Linked DNA regions of Mus musculus: all the other regions are linked to region 3. Evidence: chromatin contacts called from public HiChIP or PLAC-seq and promoter capture Hi-C data. All regions are on one chromosome and are shown on one strand. The core of a region is the stretch at or near the end of the contact, and the rest is flanking DNA. Distances in the headings are between cores, read along the strand shown.

What was found. Promoter capture Hi-C pulls out the DNA fragments that hold promoters and counts their contacts. HiChIP or PLAC-seq counts read pairs in DNA pulled down with a chosen protein or histone mark.
Region 1: a contact with region 3 is called in a promoter capture Hi-C map of hippocampal neurons, with 4 times the contacts expected there. The contact joins the enhancer-like site here to the promoter of 3110039M20Rik in region 3. A contact is called at or near these places in 4 of 39 promoter capture datasets (the 3T3-L1 cell line, the C10 cell line, hippocampal neurons and 1 more) and 3 of 115 datasets of contacts at active chromatin or transcription factors (the NIH/3T3 cell line, forebrain and stem cell-derived neural progenitor cells).
Region 2: an H3K27ac HiChIP or PLAC-seq map of SST interneurons shows a contact between it and region 3, with 4 times the contacts expected there. The contact joins the enhancer-like site here to the promoter of 3110039M20Rik in region 3. A contact is called at or near these places in 2 of 39 promoter capture datasets (hippocampal neurons and stem cell-derived epiblast-like cells) and 6 of 115 datasets of contacts at active chromatin or transcription factors (SST interneurons, VIP interneurons, embryonic forebrain and 3 more).

Annotation. Positions count from the first base shown.
Region 1 is chr12:50,622,966-50,625,665 of GRCm38.p6, reverse strand. All of the region lies in intron 1 of Prkd1 (protein kinase D1), which reads left to right. Among named protein-coding and RNA genes, the nearest start is that of Prkd1, 25 kb to the left of the region's middle. Within about 2 kb of position 1,260, at least 10 of the 459 cell types and tissues checked have an H3K27ac peak or open chromatin away from gene starts, as enhancers often do. A contact at or near this core is called in forebrain and hippocampal neurons, where this site is marked.
Region 2 is chr12:50,596,850-50,599,549 of GRCm38.p6, reverse strand. All of the region lies in intron 1 of Prkd1 (protein kinase D1), which reads left to right. Among named protein-coding and RNA genes, the nearest start is that of Prkd1, 51 kb to the left of the region's middle. Within about 2 kb of position 1,274, at least 33 of the 459 cell types and tissues checked have an H3K27ac peak or open chromatin away from gene starts, as enhancers often do. A contact at or near this core is called in SST interneurons, VIP interneurons, forebrain and 1 more, where this site is marked.
Region 3 is chr12:49,388,398-49,391,097 of GRCm38.p6, reverse strand. It overlaps 3110039M20Rik (RIKEN cDNA 3110039M20 gene), which reads right to left and starts at 1,446. Exons shown (of 3, transcript NR_026733.1): 1 at 1,159-1,446; 2 at 628-695.

The DNA.
Region 1 (2,700 bases), core at 11-2,510, 1.2 Mb before region 3:
TTCAGCACTGCACACCTCAGTAATCATTTAGGGAGCACCATCAGTCACCTGGCAGATCCAGAGTTCAGTTAAGGAACTTAGAAGAGTGACTCTGTGGTTGCTTTTTGTCGATTTGTTAGCTTTTTCTTTAAACTAATTTGTAACTGAAATCCTAAGTGTGAGTATTTTCGGTGAATGATCTTACACATGGAGTTGTCAGAAGTGAGCAACCCTTATTTTACCATCTCTTTAACTAGAAATAATAGCAGAGAGCTTTTAGGCTTTGTTAATCTCCCATTGGATCCTTGGGTGAGAATTCATCGGAGCCATGCCATTTGAATTCAGCATATAAGCTCCTGAGGGGACCATTGGCTTATCATCATCAGCAATTACTTCTGATAGCTCAAAATAACAGTAGCAGTTAGTATTAATTATAGTCAATTATATTGATTATTATTCTTAATATAGCTAACATCAGATATTAACTTAGCAAATAGCATTCTAAAGTTCCTACCTAGATATTTAATACATTTAATTTGCAAAAGAATTTAAGAGGTATATACCTACTTTTTCTCTTAGTTTATAAGTCTGAAAATTGAGCATACAGAGGATTGCCTAGAAACAGTCAGAATCGAGACTTGAATTTAGGTACATGTATTGAAATGTATATTTTAAACATCTGTCTGTCTGTTTGTCTGTCTGTCCGTCTGTCAGTCTGTCTATCATCTAGCTATAATTCTTAAACATTTTTAACTGAGATAATTATTTGAGAAAAACAGTAGTCCATTTTCCATTTAACTAGAAAATTGATTCATCAATTAAGGTGTGATTAAATTTGTGAAGTATTTATCCTTTTATGAATGTATTTAAACAGTGTATATATTTGCTTTCAGCTGTGTTCTGTGGACGTGCACTTCACTGGTACTTAGTGAGCTGTGAGGCGAACTTAAACTAGCAGGTGCTGACTTGGCAGACGTTTTCATCCCTGCACCATAAACATGACTTTACACTTTGAACATTTCAATTGTCTTAATCAATTAAGCTTCGGAACACTTTCCTGATCAGACATCGTGACTCAGCCTCCTGGATGACGGTCAGCATCGCCAGATTCTTTTTTCTCCTGTGCTCAAAACAGCATCCAGATAATATATAGTCTTTACTATTGTTTCTTTGAAACTCCTTCGTATTTATAAGAGAATTTTAACAATGTCTGTACTGTTATCAAAGGGAGGTTTCGGCAGCTTCTATCATGGTGAGATCATTTGGATGGGATGGAAGCCAATTTTGTCAAGTTCCCAGCCAGCTCAGTTAAAAGCAAAACCAACAAGAGCATCGTAAACAGTGCTTCTGTTCTGATAAGTGCTGGTAATCTGCTTGTGTGAATAAGGCAGGGCTGGACCAGTGACGGTGTGGTCTTCTAGGAAACTAATAGCCACATGAGGTGGCTGAACATAGATGCTACATGTCTGTCCATCAGGAACTCTGATGCTTGAACAGCATGTGTTTATTTATTAACTATTTTGTAATATTTGTTGACAAAAGCACACATAAATAAATGTGTTGGTGTGAAAAAGTCATGCTGTCCTTGAAGGGGCATGTAGATTTTTCCTCAGACTTCATCGTCAGCACACAGCTCACGTGCCTTTAGTCCTTTTAAAAAGTAGGTGCTAGCCTCTTTGCTAATGCATGCTTCCAGTGTTATTATATTTAATGGACACTGTCAGTAGTATACAAGTTCTTTTGCTTACATGTGCAAATTTACATATAAATGTAACATTGTAAATTTCAACATTGAAAATCTGTATGTATTTCTGACTGCAGAAGTAATAAGAAGTATTTTGCAATTTGTAAAATTAAGAAACAATTTGTAGTTTTAGATTATACCAATTTGTTTTAATTTAAAATTATATGTGTATGCATATATATATATATATACACACATACATAGTGTATTAGTCAGGGTTCTCTAGAGTCACAGAACTTATGGATAGTCTCTAGATAATAAAGGAATTTATTGATGACTTACAGTCGGCAGCTCAATTCCCAACAATCGTTCAGTCACAGCTGTGAATGGAAGTCCAAGGATCTAGCAGTTACTCAGTCTCACGCAGCAAGCAGGCGAAGGAGCAAGAGCAAGAGCTAGAGCTAGACTCCCTTCTTCCAATGTCCTTATATTGTCTCCAGCAAAAGGTGTAGCCCAGATTAAAGGTGTGTTCCACCACACCTTTAATCCCAGATGAAAGGCATAGCCCAGATTAAAGGTGTGTTCCTTAACTCGGAGATTCAATCTTCTGGAATCCATAGCCACTATGGCTCAAGATCTTCAAACCAAGATCCAGATAAGGATCTCCAAGCCTCCAGATAAGGGTCACTGGTGAGCCTTCCAATTCCGAATTGTAGTTCATTCCAAATATTGTCAAGTTGACAACCAGGAATAGCCACTACACATAGTATTTCTCTATGTACTTTCAGAAGTGCTGTAGTATAAAAGTATTACTTTTGAAGAAAATACTGCAGAATAGGACATGCTGCTCTATGACTAAAATGGCATTACTATTTCAGATTTATCTTTTTCTAAATTATTAGCTTACCAAACTGTTTGAGGGAAATTGTCACATACCCCATATTTGAAAATGTTTTATCTTAGACTGTAATGATACACTATAAATGGCCAACATATGTTTTGTTTTTCCATGTAATTTATTTTAGAAAGGAAAAAAT
Region 2 (2,700 bases), core at 25-2,524, 1.2 Mb before region 3:
CACAGATGCAGTGTGTGCACAGGTGCAGTGTGCACAGTAGCAGTGTGTAGGAAAGGCCCCCAAAGGCAGCCAATGGAATCGGAGACAGACCCTGCTCCTACTGTTTAGAGTTCCACATGAAGAACAAGTTCCTTGTGTGTGTGTGTGTGTGTGTGTGTATGTATGTGTGTTTTGCCTGCATGTTATATCTGTGTACCGTGTGTCTGCTTGGTGCCATGAAGGCTAGAAGAGTCTGTTGGATCTCATGGAACTGGAATTGCAGATGATCGTGAGCCACAATGTAAATGTTGGGGATCAGAGATGTTCCTCTGGAAGAGCTACCGGTGCTGCTGAGCCTCTCTCCAGCCCATGCCACGTGTTTTTGTTGTTGCGTTTTAAAATGTGCCTTTTCTGAATTGTGTGTTTAGGGTTTTAGTTGTGTAGACGAAATGAATTTCCTCTCCTCTCACGTCTAATTCAGTCTGTAGAGATAGGAACTCAGTAACCTTTTCCTCCGCCCTTCCTGAAAACCTATCAAAGGCCTTTAGATGCCTCACAAGTTATCTTTTAAGTCTTACTTGCAGTGAATTAATAGGTAGTGAACTAGGGCTGAGGGGCCTTGCCTCTGTTGGACACAATGATTTGCAAGAATTACCATGTCTTTTGGAAGAGTTAATGTATGTGCCAGGAAGACCCAGCATAGCTGATGGTGAGTCATGTGGGGCAGGAGAGAGCCCTGGTTATCACACTGGGCCCTGGGGAGACAGGGAAAGAGACTGAGATTCCTTCAGATTTCACCAGAAGCTGCTTTGCTAAGAGCTTTGGGCACAGGATCTCACTGAGTCGTCAGGGTAGTCCTGGGTTAATTGTGCTTAGGCTTGCCTCTCTACGAATGAAACTCCCAGCAAAGGCAGATAGGTTCTTTCAAGTCACTGTGAAATGGCAGATCATGTAACAATTTGACTCTGACTACAGAGCCTGCATCTACTACACTCTACTGTCTCTCAGTTTGGCAATAAATTATTTTGGCAGATGGTGATCACAGAAGTTGCTTAAAGTCACAACTTTTAAGTACTCTTTTTTTTTTTTTTTTTTTTTTTCCTAAAGACAAATCGTGTAGTTTTTATCCTAAAAATTATATTTTCACTTTTGTAGTAGGGAAGAAGGTGTGAAAACTCGAAATGTTATCTATTCTCATTGAATTTCCTGCTTTCTGTGGCAAGCTCTCCATAGCCCAGCTACATGTCATTACTCACTGTTGCTCACACTCACAGAGGCGCAGCCTGGGTTAGGGCTGAGCAGTGGCTTCCCGGGTAGGACGAGGACACTCTGCAAAGCTTTGGCATTCACATTTGGCAAGGCGTCCTGGGCAGATGAGTGATTCATATGGCAGGAGCATCGCTAATCAGAAAGGTGCTTTGATATGAACATTAGCACCTCCAAGTGTTTCTGAAATGCAAGGATGGAGGGCCTGGAGTATTGGCAAAACATTCTAAAGGATGGTAGCCCCTTTAATAGTAAAAGATACTGGTAAATTAATTTCTCAACCTAATTTCAAGTTACATGTGATTGAGCCCGTGCCTGTAATATATCTTAGAGGAACACCATGCACAGCATATGTTCCCTATAGTTCTTAAATATCATTATTACATCCGATCCTAAATATAATCCCTATACGGTGAAATTTGCCGTTGATGCACAGTGTTACTATGTGATACGTCCTACTTTGAGATGTTTTGGGATGAGAATAGAAATTTCCGACATATGTGATTTCAAAATGACTCTTAACATTTCTTCAGGGATTATTACACAGCAAATGAAAGGAGCTTTTACAAGGCACAGTTCAGTTGCTGTTTCCCCACCACCCCCACCCCTCAGAATTCATGTTATTGCCACAGCTTACGAATGACAAACATTTGTGGACTGTGGCAGCAATCTGTTGGGTGTTTCAATCTATTTTGAGCTGAAATTGATTAGCACTTTATGAGAAGTGTACAGAAAATTGCCACGCTTATCAAGGCAAATCAAGCCATAATTCTGCCTTTTTTTTGTACACCTGCAGCTATGAATATTTTTTTTTTTTTTTTGGTGGATACATTGAGATGTGCTCAAAAATATACATATTGGACTGCATATCATGCAATTTATTCTGATCTTACTGACAGTTTGCAAACAAAAACTCAAAACAAGATGCAACTGTGCATAGCTCCCGAACTGTAGGTTCTGATTTTGGCATCCATGAATGAGCTGGGGAAAGGGGCCCCAGCTGAAGAGGTACGCTCTTGCCCATCTTACTGTCAAATGTAATCTGGGCATTTGTTTGATGGATTTCATGAAATATGGAGGAAATCTGAGCCAAGGGTTTCCCTTGATTGCCTTTATTTTTGCCCCACCTTGGTAATAATAAGGAGAAGGGAGAATCAGCAGACAGGGGTGGGTAATTATAGAACCGTAAGCTAACCATGCTCATGAAGGACCATCGAGAAGGTAGGGCCTGGTGGCAAACTTCAGAGTTTGCGGGTGGGTGGGTAAGGATATTCCTTATGGTAATCCCTTCAAAGGAAAACAAGAGTTATGGGCATAAAGATCATCAATTGCATGTAAATGATTGGTATTAGGCAGCATTTAAAAGCAGAAAATTATATCTAAACCAATGTCTTCATGCTGTCTCTCTGAGGCAAAAATCTCTTGAGATTAAAGAGAAGAAGTCACTGGAGAGCT
Region 3 (2,700 bases), core at 197-2,696:
CGACCTGCACCAGATCCGCTTAGTCCTGTAGAGACCATAGCTTGTCGCAGCCAAAGGAACTGAGGAAAGAGGGCCCGCACTGGGTGAGGCTGGCAATGCCAGTGTGAAAGTAGAAAAGAAAGCATGAGAGAGAGAGAGAGGGAGAGAGAGAGAGAGAGAGAGAGAGAGAGAGAGAGAGAGAGAGAGAGAGAGAGAGAGAGAGATTGGTTCTTAATGATATTAAAAAAAAGTCTTTATGCCAACGATCCCAGGTTTGAACATTAAATTTCCTTGTTCTCTGAAGCAGCCATGAAATTCAGAAATTTCTCCATTAAACGAAATACCTTACACTTCTGTACATACTAGAGTATCCCATTGCCTTCTCCATATAAATTTATCTTCTTTTTTTCCTTCTTTGAAATATCTAAATCCTCTTTACCTAGGCAGCCACCATGATTTCTGCCCACGTGGACAAATCACGCATTCATCCACCTATGGCTGTGAGAATCTACTCGCTTGGAACAATTTCCAAGTGGGAAAAAAGAACACTTAAGCCTCCAAGAGTCTAGATTTAAGGGTACATCCACAGTAGCCTGTGGGACACGCTAACCACCCACCACCACGTGCGGCAGGGAGACTTTCACTTACCGATCTCCTGGTGAGAGTGTTCACAGTTCTCAAGTCCTCAGCAGCCTTCCGATAACATCGAGCAGAACCTTGGATTGGGGGGTGGGGTGGGGGCACCAAATCGGGAGGGAGGGAGGAAGACAAAACATAACACTACGTCATATATTCCGCAGCCCAGCGCCCCTGGGCCTACATTTCCTGGACAAAGTCTTCAAGAACTGAGTGGGGGAAAGGGCCAATTTAGGAGCTGGAAACTAAAAGATAGCTTGGTTTTAACTATTGGAGCTTAGGGGAGGAGTTCCTGGAGGAATGGTAAAGCAGGGCAATTGGGGTGAGAGAAAAGAGGGAAATTGGAAGCAAAAGAAAAATCGAAAATGGATTTTCCAGCTATCTGGAAGATCGCTAACACCCTTTAACTCTTACAGTAGGAAGAACTCAGTCATATTGTTGCTAAAGAGAATTTAGATGACCACTACTCTTTTTGTAACTTCAGGATCCGGCCTTGAGTAGAAGTATAATGAGGGGAAATTTTAAAACTCAATGTTTACCTACCCTGCTTCTTAGAAGGGCTGTGCAGATTTTCCTCTGGAGATTTCCGTCTGTCTGGGAGAAGCTGGAGTATGGCTGGGGACAGGGTTATCTGCTGAAGTAGGAATGTACAGGAACCCCGCCCCTCTAGACACAGTTACACAACCTCAGCAACCCATCTCAGCCAGCACTGAAACCTGCAATGATCTTCACCGTCACCGTTTGTTAACCTAATTCTCCAACAGGCTTTTAGCCTTAAAAAGAACCAACTATATTAGCTACTCACAAAATTAATTTATCAAAATTAAAATTATTTCAATGCATGCAAAATCCTCAATGACAAAGTAGAAAATACATGTTGTAAAAATCAAAATTTTATATAGACTTCTAATATATTTTATGTGCCCATCTCTTTGGGGTGAAATATGTACCAACTTGAATACATATTATAATCAATACACTTCAGGACAGATTTTTTTTCCTTTCTGCTCTTGCTATGATTCCAGCCATAGAAGACACGGGAAGACTACCTTCACTATCATCAGGACACTTGTACAGAACAGTTTTAGACTAACTTGATTTCCAGTATTGCAATTACAGAAAAAAATATTTGGAAGAAATTCCCTGTCTGTTGCATTTTAAATCATTTCCTTGTGTTTATGTACTAACAGTTTCATTAACTTCCAATTATGTCAATTGAAATACTAAATCTGTAATATTACAATTTGGAGTTTTAATTTTTAAATCGTGATCATTTTCAAAAAGGTCAGTCTTTACTTCATTTTAAGCAATATAAGTCTACGCAAAAATAATCTCCAAAGAGTTTTAGAAGTGTTTGTCTGCACTGAACTTACTGCAATCAGCAAAAAGTTGGTGACAATACACAGTAAAACACTGTAACAGGTCTGAAGCAAAATTAAATGTATCAATACTATAGCAAATTGTCATTTTTAAAAGAGGATATCCTGAGGGAGGGTCAATCATATAAAAATTAATGAAATAAAATATGTTCATAGACTGGGCTTCAAAAAGGCCTCTACCAAATTATATATATATATATATATATATACACTCATTCTTGCTTATGTCTAGGAAGCCTAATAAACAAACTTCCAATCACATCGTCTATATTAGTAAATTAGACATGGGCTAAAGCACACTTGTACTCCAATATCTAGTTCCATAAATACAAAAAGTCAACTTCATTATGGACTTGAAAGTACAAAAAATATTGCCATTGAAATTATATTTCTCTATATTTTAAATAAACATTTTATAAAATTATAAATAAGTATGGAGTGTTCATTTATGCTGTCCAGAGAGCAAACACTCACCAACGAAATGTTTCTTAAATATCTAGATCTATTAGTTTTACTATGTGAATTCAGCTTTCCTTTCAACTTTTGATAGTTAATACTGTGTTTCCTCCGTGGTAGTACATACTTATTCCATAAATAAAGCCCATAGCAGAAGCAAGCAATAGTCATCCTATTTTTCCTCCAATCTAAATGTAGGCCTTTCCCTGTTTGTCTCTCAGCTATGCAATGAAGATTTCTTTGCCTAAGC